2 separate regions of the Gossypium hirsutum genome follow, and region 2 is linked to region 1. The links are chromatin contacts, called in public Hi-C maps. All regions are on one chromosome and are shown on one strand. The core of a region is the stretch at or near the end of the contact, and the rest is flanking DNA. Distances in the headings are between cores, read along the strand shown. Region 1 holds the start of LOC107962338 (probable sarcosine oxidase). Region 2 overlaps LOC107962336.

The links. A called contact is a pair of places that touch in the nucleus more often than the background predicts.
Region 2: a Hi-C map of leaf shows a contact between it and region 1, with 1.7 times the contacts expected there. The contact joins the enhancer-like site here to the promoter of LOC107962338 in region 1. A contact is called at or near these places in 8 of 34 Hi-C or Micro-C datasets (callus, hypocotyl and leaf).

What each region holds. Positions count from the first base shown.
Region 1 is chrA06:45,749,594-45,754,216 of Gossypium_hirsutum_v2.1, forward strand. It overlaps LOC107962338 (probable sarcosine oxidase), which reads left to right and starts at 1,527. Exons shown (of 1, transcript XM_016898681.2): 1 at 1,527-3,210. The coding sequence starts at 1,828. The coding sequence ends at 3,060. LOC107962339 (a long non-coding RNA gene) reads right to left here and starts at 4,451. Exons shown (of 2, transcript XR_005928685.1): 1 at 4,047-4,451; 2 at 3,212-3,894.
Region 2 is chrA06:46,067,224-46,071,541 of Gossypium_hirsutum_v2.1, forward strand. The region is part of intron 7 of LOC107962336; the gene reads right to left. Among protein-coding and RNA genes, the nearest start is that of LOC107962336, 17 kb to the right of the region's middle. Within about 2 kb of position 2,413, at least 5 of the 9 cell types and tissues checked have an H3K27ac peak or open chromatin away from gene starts, as enhancers often do. A contact at or near this core is called in hypocotyl and leaf, where this site is marked.

The DNA of each region.
Region 1 (4,623 bases), core at 277-2,776:
GCTAAATGTTAGATTCGACTAAGAGTTAAAGTTTGCGAGTACTCCCTTGGGCGAAGTCTCTAAAGAGAATAGGTTGACGTGGTTCTATTCGCCCAAACAATGCTTTTGGCAGAAAAAGGTAAAGTAAATAGTTAGCTTAGGAGTAATAAGGGATCTCTAAGAAAAGAACTTAGTGAGTTGTCAAGGAATTTTAAGTATTAGAGATACAGTCGAAATGCATTGCATGCTAAGTTTGTCTAGTATGATCGTGGTTACGTCTTAACAAGTAGTTAGGAACAAACCATGAAATGAAATCATGGATGTTTATATAAATATATAAATGGATTTTCATACATGTTTCCTTACAGCCGTGAACCACCCATACGAAAACTTGATTAGGATTGTAACACGTGTCCAGTTATCATACAAAAAAGGGTTGTATAAAGGATTGTTAGTGGGTCAAATGTTTAGTCATTGATGAGTCAGCCATGCCACATTCAATTTGTCGTTATGATAGATTGATGCTACAATGCCAGTCTGTATATTGCAGAACCTACTGAATAAACAAAATCATTTCAATTGTGATTGCATTAGGTAAACCAAGACCCTCCATTTTTGGAACCTGCTTAAAACAAACACCATGTTATTAATTTCTCAGCATACATGCATAAATACACTGAGCTTATAATCAAATAATAATACTATAGTGGGCCATCATAGAAAGCAAAAGATCAATTAACCATAAAAAGAAAAAAAGAAAAAAAAGAAAGGGATAAATGGATGGTGACAAAAATGAAGGGTGTTGCACAAATAAAGCTACCTAATATGACAAAGGGATTGGCTTTCCACAAGATTCTCATTATCAACTCTTTTTTTAAATGATAAAGTCCCTTTTTTTTTTCAATAAAGTCCTATTTCATCATTAAGAAGACTTCATTTCAACCTTAATTGTGGTGGCCATCAATGTGCAGCAAAAGAATAATGTTTTTCCTTGCACTTGATTTTGATGCCATTGCATTAATTATGCTCATTGTTGTTGTATTTCTGTTATATTTAGTGCATTGACTTAACTCAAAATTGAATTATGTGATTTGTTTTTTCTTTTTTAAATGATTACGTGGTTAAATAAGCAAATACGGTGTTGTAAGATTATTCAGACTTTTTTTCATTACTTTCGTCATATTAATTTTAAAATGTCACATAATTTTCTATGTCATAATTAATTTTAAACAAAAACAATTTTACAAATTTGAGAAAATATAAAGAAAATTTAATTTCAAAACATTGGGTTTTGTTAAGAAAACACGAGATCTTTTTTTATTAATAACAATAATCATGGGTAAAAAATAATCATAAAATTCAAAAGTTTGAATCTTTTTTATTGTGCAAATCAAACTTAATTCAAGTTTAACTCGAACAAAAATGCTTACAACAACTTTAATATAAATATTTTAAGGATTCTATTAATTAAACTATAATTATTAAATGAACGGAATTGAGGAATTTTATAGAATTAAAAAGAAAGGACTGAATCTAAAATGTGAAAAAATACATGAACTGGAAGCATAATTAGAACATGAAACGTTCCAAATATATTGCTTACCAACTTTCGTATGTATTACGGAATTTAGATTAATCTTTAGTCAAATCAGGAAGAAACAAACAACATATGGCAATAATGAAATTACCTCCCAAATGTGGGCCTTTTTTTACATTAAAATATCATTTTAGATGCCTACTGCTATTGGCTAGTACTACTATATATGCCACACACTGCGAAATAATAACTAAGCCAAGTTGAAAGGAATAGCTAAACCCCCTTTCTGTCACTGTAACAGTGCGACGAATATGGGATATTCGGACTTTGAATTTGACGTAATCGTCGTAGGGGCGGGCGTCATGGGGAGCTCCACGGCGTACCAACTAGCCAAAAGAGGCCAAAAAACGCTACTCCTCGAGCAGTTTGACTTTCTCCACCATCGAGGTTCGTCTCACGGCGAGTCACGCACCATACGAGCAACGTACCCTGAAGACTACTACTTCGGCTTGGTCGATGAGTCCTATCGGTTGTGGGAGCAGGCTCAATCTGAAATCGGGTTCAAGGTTTACTTCAAGGCCCAACAGTTCGACATGGGTCCATCCGACACCAAGAGTCTCCTTTCTGTGATCGCTACTTGTCGAAAGAACGCCATCCGGTACCAAGTCCTCGATCACCGGGAAGTCGCTGAAAGATTTTCGGGACGGATCAATATACCGGAGGACTGGATTGGTGTGTCGTGCGAGCTTGGCGGCATCATCAAGCCCACCAAGGCAGTGTCAATGTTCCAAATGCTGGCTTTCAAGAATGGTGCATGCCTTAAGGACAACATCAAAGTGGTTAGCATAAACAAAGATGGTGACCGAGGACTGAAGGTAGCTGCAAGTAACGGTGAAATTTTTTGGGGCAAAAAATGTGTGGTGACAGTGGGTGGTTGGATGAGAAATTTGGTTAAAACGGTGTGCGGCATTGAACTTCCTATCCAACCATTGGAAACCAATGTATGTTATTGGCGGATTAAGGACGGACACGAGGTCGAGTATACAATTGGAAATGATTTTCCGACGTTCGCTAGCTACGGACATCCATACATTTATGGAACACCGTCACTGGAGTACCCGGGATTGATTAAAGTAGCAGTACATGGAGGCTATCAATGTAACCCAGACAAAAGGCCATGGGGACCAGGACTTGTGCCCGACTCATTAAAGCAATGGGTTGAGCAAAGATTCAAAGGGAAAGTCGATTCGAGCAAACCAGTCATAACTCAATTGTGTGTGTACTCGATGACACCTGATGAGGATTTCGTGATCGATTTTTTGGGAGGGGAGTTCGGGAAGGATGTGGTGATCGGAGGTGGGTTTTCAGGTCATGGGTTCAAGATGTCACCCGCGATAGGGAGGATATTGGCTGATTTAGCGCTTATAGGAAAGGCAAAGGGAGTTGAGCTAAAACAGTTCAGGATAGCAAGATTTGAGGAGAATCCTAGAGGGAACATTAAGGAATATGAAGATCAAGTTGGGTTATTAAAAAGTACATTGTGATTACTTGATTCTGTATGTGTTTTTCTTTCAGTTGCCATCAGCATCACCCTACTAATCTTTGCTTCTTTTTCTTTAGCTCTAGAATGAATAATCATCAAGAAAAATAAATAAAACTTCTATCATGTTGATAGAAAAATTTGCTCTTGAAAAGTGATTTAAGTATAGACACTAATTATTTAGATTAGAAGAATTTTTATTGCATTAATTTAAATTTAAAAGTTTTGGGCTTTAACCCATTGGTATGTATATATAAAAAGCCCTTTGACTTTCACAAATTATGCATTTCGGTCCCTCACATAGTCACCATCTCATCAACCGATTACTGCCACCACCATACCCTCTGTCGACAAATCCCATCAACCACCCTGCTGCACACACCAGCTTCACCAAAGTCCCACGCCAGTGCTCCGTTATAAGCACCCTGCAACAAGAAGAAGTGGACGTTAGCAAAATTTTCAGAAAAAAAGAAGACAGCAGTAGCACAGCAAGATTCTTGGTTTGTCTGAGCTAACCCAGAAGCCAAAACCTCCGTTACCAACACCAATCAAGCACCCCACTGCCTTCACCATTCAACACCTTGCCTCGTCTATACACTAGCTCCCCTCCCTCAATTAACCATTACCATCTCTAAACAGCAACCTCCTCAACTCGCCCAACTCCACCATTTCCATAGCCCTCTTGCAACACCTTAACTATCCATCATCATACTTCAGCACCAAGCCTAGCTCCCCAAACCATAACTCACAAACCCAGCAGCAAGCGAACAGAGACCAATAGAGAACCCAACCACAAATTCAACTAAAAGAAAAAAGAGAAAGGGACCTGAATCGAAGCCTGCAAAACCGAAAAGAAGGAAGAGCTTCATCCGAACCGCACCTCCAAACAGAGAAAAGTCGGTATTCAAAAAATAGTAAAAGAAATCGAAAAATAAAAAGAAACGCCACTAATCTTTTGGGTTCGGATCTCCAGTGCGGAGAATAACATACTGGAAAATCGAGGCGGTTGAACGGCGGTATTTGCAAATCGATCGTGATCCGAAGGGTAGATTCAGAAGGGTTTTAGGCCATTTTAAAAATTCTAAGCCTTAAATGAGGAGAGTGTGACGAGAGCTTCGGTTTTGTGTTAATGGTAGGGACCAGCCGAAGAAAGCCATGGACGGCGGTGGCTCATGGTGGTAGGGTTGTGAAGGAGAAGTAGAGAAAGAAAAGAACGAAGAAAGTAGAAGAGGAAAGGGCTGAAGAAAAGGGAAAAAAAAATAATTATAAAAGGGGAGTGGCGGGCCCATGTTGATGCTTTAAATATATCATTAGTGCTTAAATAATGAGTAAATTTTTATCTTTTTCACTTAACTTAAAAAAATACAATTTAATCATTAAAGTTTTTAAAATTATACTTAAAAAAATACAATTTAATTATTAAAGTTTTCAAAATTATTTTTTATGCCGCTCAATTGTTAAATAACATTTTTTTTAGTTGATATAATAATTTAGTCATCAAATTTTATATTTTTTTATTAATTTTACCTTGATTCTATATTAAAATTATTAAAGAATTTAAAATTAT
Region 2 (4,318 bases), core at 1,163-3,662, 320 kb after region 1:
TGGATGTAAAATATAATTCTCAAGCTATTTATTACTTCTAATCTTTTGTTTTTTTAGAGGATAATTAAATTATTTATTTCACTAATGATATTTTAACACATCTTTAAAAAAATATGATTAAATTATTTATTTTTATTAAATTATGTTTAATAATAATCCTATTAAAATTTAATAACAATAACAATAACAATAATAATCTATTTAAAAAATTTCTACTCAGGGTACTCTAGTCATTTCAACTTTTTTTCTTATGCTATTACAGCTCTATTCGATTCAAACGTATACAAGAATGCTATTACAGTTTTATTCCATTCCATTTAATCAAACAATTGAATTACTGATTACAGCTTTATTCCATAACAGCTTTATTTCATTATGGTAAACCAAACATGATGTAATAGTATTTTATTTTTTATGTTAACATTAAATTTACATTATTTTTTATTTCTTTTAAAAACATTGATAAACACTATTAATTTGTGTATGGCGAGTATGCAAATATACATATACAAAAAAACAAAATAGGAAAATTGACTTTGTTGGCATTGTTTTTTTGATGACATTTGGCAAATCAATTAATCCTCACATCAATTGGTAAATTCTTGCATTGATTTTAGTGTAATTACAATCCAACTTTATTACCGGTCTATCTCCTCATTCATCTCATTTTCTAGATGGTTAATTACAGGAAAAAAATAGTTTGATTGTGTATTGATTTAATTTTGAATATATATTATGGAAATTGTTTTTTTGAAAAATTCTCCTATCCTCATTCATCTCATACAATATTTTTTTTTTCAATTCATTTGATTTTTTACTAAACATATGCATTGAATTTTTTCAAATCAGAACTTTATATTTTCTTTAATTTTAGCTTTCCTAAAATTTGCACTATATAAAAAATTATATTAAAATTTATCTTAATTTCATAATTATTCTTTTACTTATATAATTATATAAAATAGTTGATTATTAAAATTACAAACTAAAAAATAGAATTTCATAAAAATAAAAAAATTAAATAAAATATAAATATAACATTTATTTTTTATCCAACCTATCGGGCTAGAAATAAGGAAAAACAGGTAACCTTACTTTTTTTATTTTCTTTATTTTATATATGATAGCATACATACACATCATATCATAACATATCATATATATCATATATATATAATAAAATAGAATTTTGAAATAACTTTATTGTATGGTTCAAATTTAAAACAATCATATTACATTTTTCTTTGTCTTTTGACACGCTTTCTCTATGTCTTTTGACATGCCTTTTGCTATTGCTAGCACTATTCTTCTTTTCTGTTCTATTTGTCGATTTTCTCTTTGTTTTGTTTTTTGGATTTGGTGTTTATGAAAGACTCAATAGCATATCTTTCTCTTGAAGATGAGAAAGAACAGACCATTCACTTGGGGGTTGATGTGTCTGAACGTGAAACATCATATGCAAACTGTTATCTAGGAACATTTCTTACATCTAGTGTTGTTAATTTTCAAGCGATGAAATTGACGTTGGCTAATGTTTGGTGTCCTATAGGACGTGTTTCCATCTCGGATCTAGGGCACGAGCGATTTCTATTCCATTTTTATTTCGAAGTTGATGTGGTCAGAGTCAAAAGAAATGGTCCTTGGAGCTTTAACTCTCATATTCTAGTATTACATCCACTTAAGGAGGGGGACAACCCTCTTTCTATTCCGTTATTTTGGGTGGAATTTTGGACGTAAATTTATGAACTACCGCTTGGATCCATGTTTGAAACTTTAGCTCGCCAGTTGGGCAGTTTTATCGGCAATTTTGTTGAGTATGATGTAGCAATAATTCAATTGGGTTATAAAAGAATAATGCGGGTAAGGGTGAGACTTGATGTTAGAAAACCATTAAGAATAAGGAAAAAAAAAACTCACTATCCCGAATAGTGAGTCAATTTTTGTGCGATTTGAATATGAAAAGCTCATTTTATTTTGCTTTCCCTGTCGTAAGTTAGGGCATGGTGAAAGTTTTTGTCCAATTAGAGCCCATAGTCCGCGATAGAAATATATGTTTCGATGGGCTATCTCTCTACAGGCCTAGTTAAGGAGAAATTCGGCTTGGAAGAGCAAATGGTTGGTGGAGGACAAAAGGGGTGATGGCTCCAAATCCGGTAACTCCATAAAATTTGCAGAAATGATATATTATGGGATTCCTTAATTGGGGCAAGTTAATCAGAGGGCTTATTCAGGATTTATTTCCAATTATTCTCTTCTTATAAATAAGGTGGTCAATGCACCTTTAGTTTTAGGCCAATTAAAAGTAGTCAATTTAGGTCAAGCGTCTAAAGACTGTGGCAACGATTATGACGTAGATATGGTTCACTACGAAGAGGAACATAGCCCAATAAAACACAGTGATGGGCTAAAGCGACCCTGGGTTTGGTCAACTCCTTCAAGAGTTTCTTTTCATGAAGATTCGAATGAAGCACTAGGTACTCTGCTACAGGTACCTAACACTAATAGATTGGAAGGCCTGCTCCGAACACAATGAAGCTGCTTAGTTGGAACATTTTAGGCTTGGAGAGGTTTCAGATAGTTCGTCGTCTCCAGCATTTGCTGACAAATATCAATCCCTTTGTAGTTTTCTTAATAGAGACAAAACTACAAGGTTCTACGATGGTGGAGGTAAGATGTAAATGTGGATTCCTGAATGGGATTAACGTTGACTCGAATGGTAGAAGTGGGGGTTTATCATTGGGTTGGCGTAATGATTGCAAGGTATCACGATCTTTTTCGATGAGGCAGATTAATATGATGGTTGATGAAGATATATATGGTAAAACTTGGAGATGTACGAGGTTTTATAGAGCACCAGAGGAGAGTCAGAGGAAGGCATCATGGAATTTAATGCACTCTGTGGATGATTGTTCCCATATCCCTTGGTTGGTTATTGAGGATTTCAGTGAAATAGTTTATTTGTCAGAAAAGAAAGGAGGGTTACCTCAAAGGTAGATACAAATGAGTAGATTTCAAGAAACTTTTTTCTGATTGCTCTCTTATAGACTTGGGGGATATTGGTCAATGCTTTACATGGGAGAGAGGACGGGCTTACGCAAATAACATTCGGGAATGGCTAGATTGTTAGGTTATTAATAAAGCTTAGGGTGATTTATTTTAGAACTACAAATTGAATCTTCTTCCTCATGCTTTTTCTTATCAGAGTCCCTTATTATTATAGTCTGATTGAGGAAATAATCGTGGGAAATACTGACATTTTAAATTCGAAGCTTCTTGGTTATTAAAGGATACGTATGAGCCGAAGGTGCTAAAATTATGGAATGAGAATTTGGGTGATGTTCCTAATAGACTAAAAGCGATTGGTGTGCGTCTTGATTTGTGGTTTTGTCGTATTAAAAATGGGAGAGTTTTATAATAATAATAAAAAGATCTTAAGATGCAATTCACTCGGTTGACTGAATCTTATCGTCCAATAAGGTATTGAGTGAAATTATTAATACCAAATTACCTCTTAATTTAGAAACGGACCGAAAGGAACTTTATTGCAAGCAATGGAAACACAAAAATATAGACTTTTTCATGTCATTTTAAACTCAAATTCATGCAGTTTCATAGTAATTCTTGTTGAAAAATATAATATAATTATAAAATAATTAAATTGTACTCAAATTATTAACATATTAATTTTGAATTAATTTTATAATAAATTTTCATAAATTTTCATTTATTTTCAACAAATTTGCATAAAGAGTGAAAATTGACTCGACAAAAACTGCTAGAAGCTCAAAATCGAGAAGCGTTTTTTGACGCATTGAAGCGAATTGATTTTTCAGCCTAAAATGGTCCAAATTATGAATATTAATACATAATATAATTAACTTTTCTTTTTATCCAATTTATTTTGGGTTAAATAATTATTATTAATTATATTTGGAAAGGAGTCCCAGTTGTGCTAATACAAAAGATTGATCCAACCGAGCAATCGGTCTGCCCAATACCGTCCAACATGCTGACCCAATCAGCTAAAAATAGCTAATTTATTAACTTGTGAATTAGCCCTTTATGTTTCCTTGAAATCGCATTCAAACCCTTCCACTTTCTGTGCTTTTAAAGATTTGCCCCAAGCTAAATTTAGCAAAGTTTGAAACATTCAAACTTTGCTACATGTGTGGCTAGCCAAGGGGGGTATATGGCGGCTAATTTTTTTCTATTTTTAACAACCAATCCCACCTATAAATACCCCATTCACCTATTTATTAAACACACCTCTCATTCCACACATCTCTCTCTCTTTCACTCACTTTCTCTCATTTGTTTC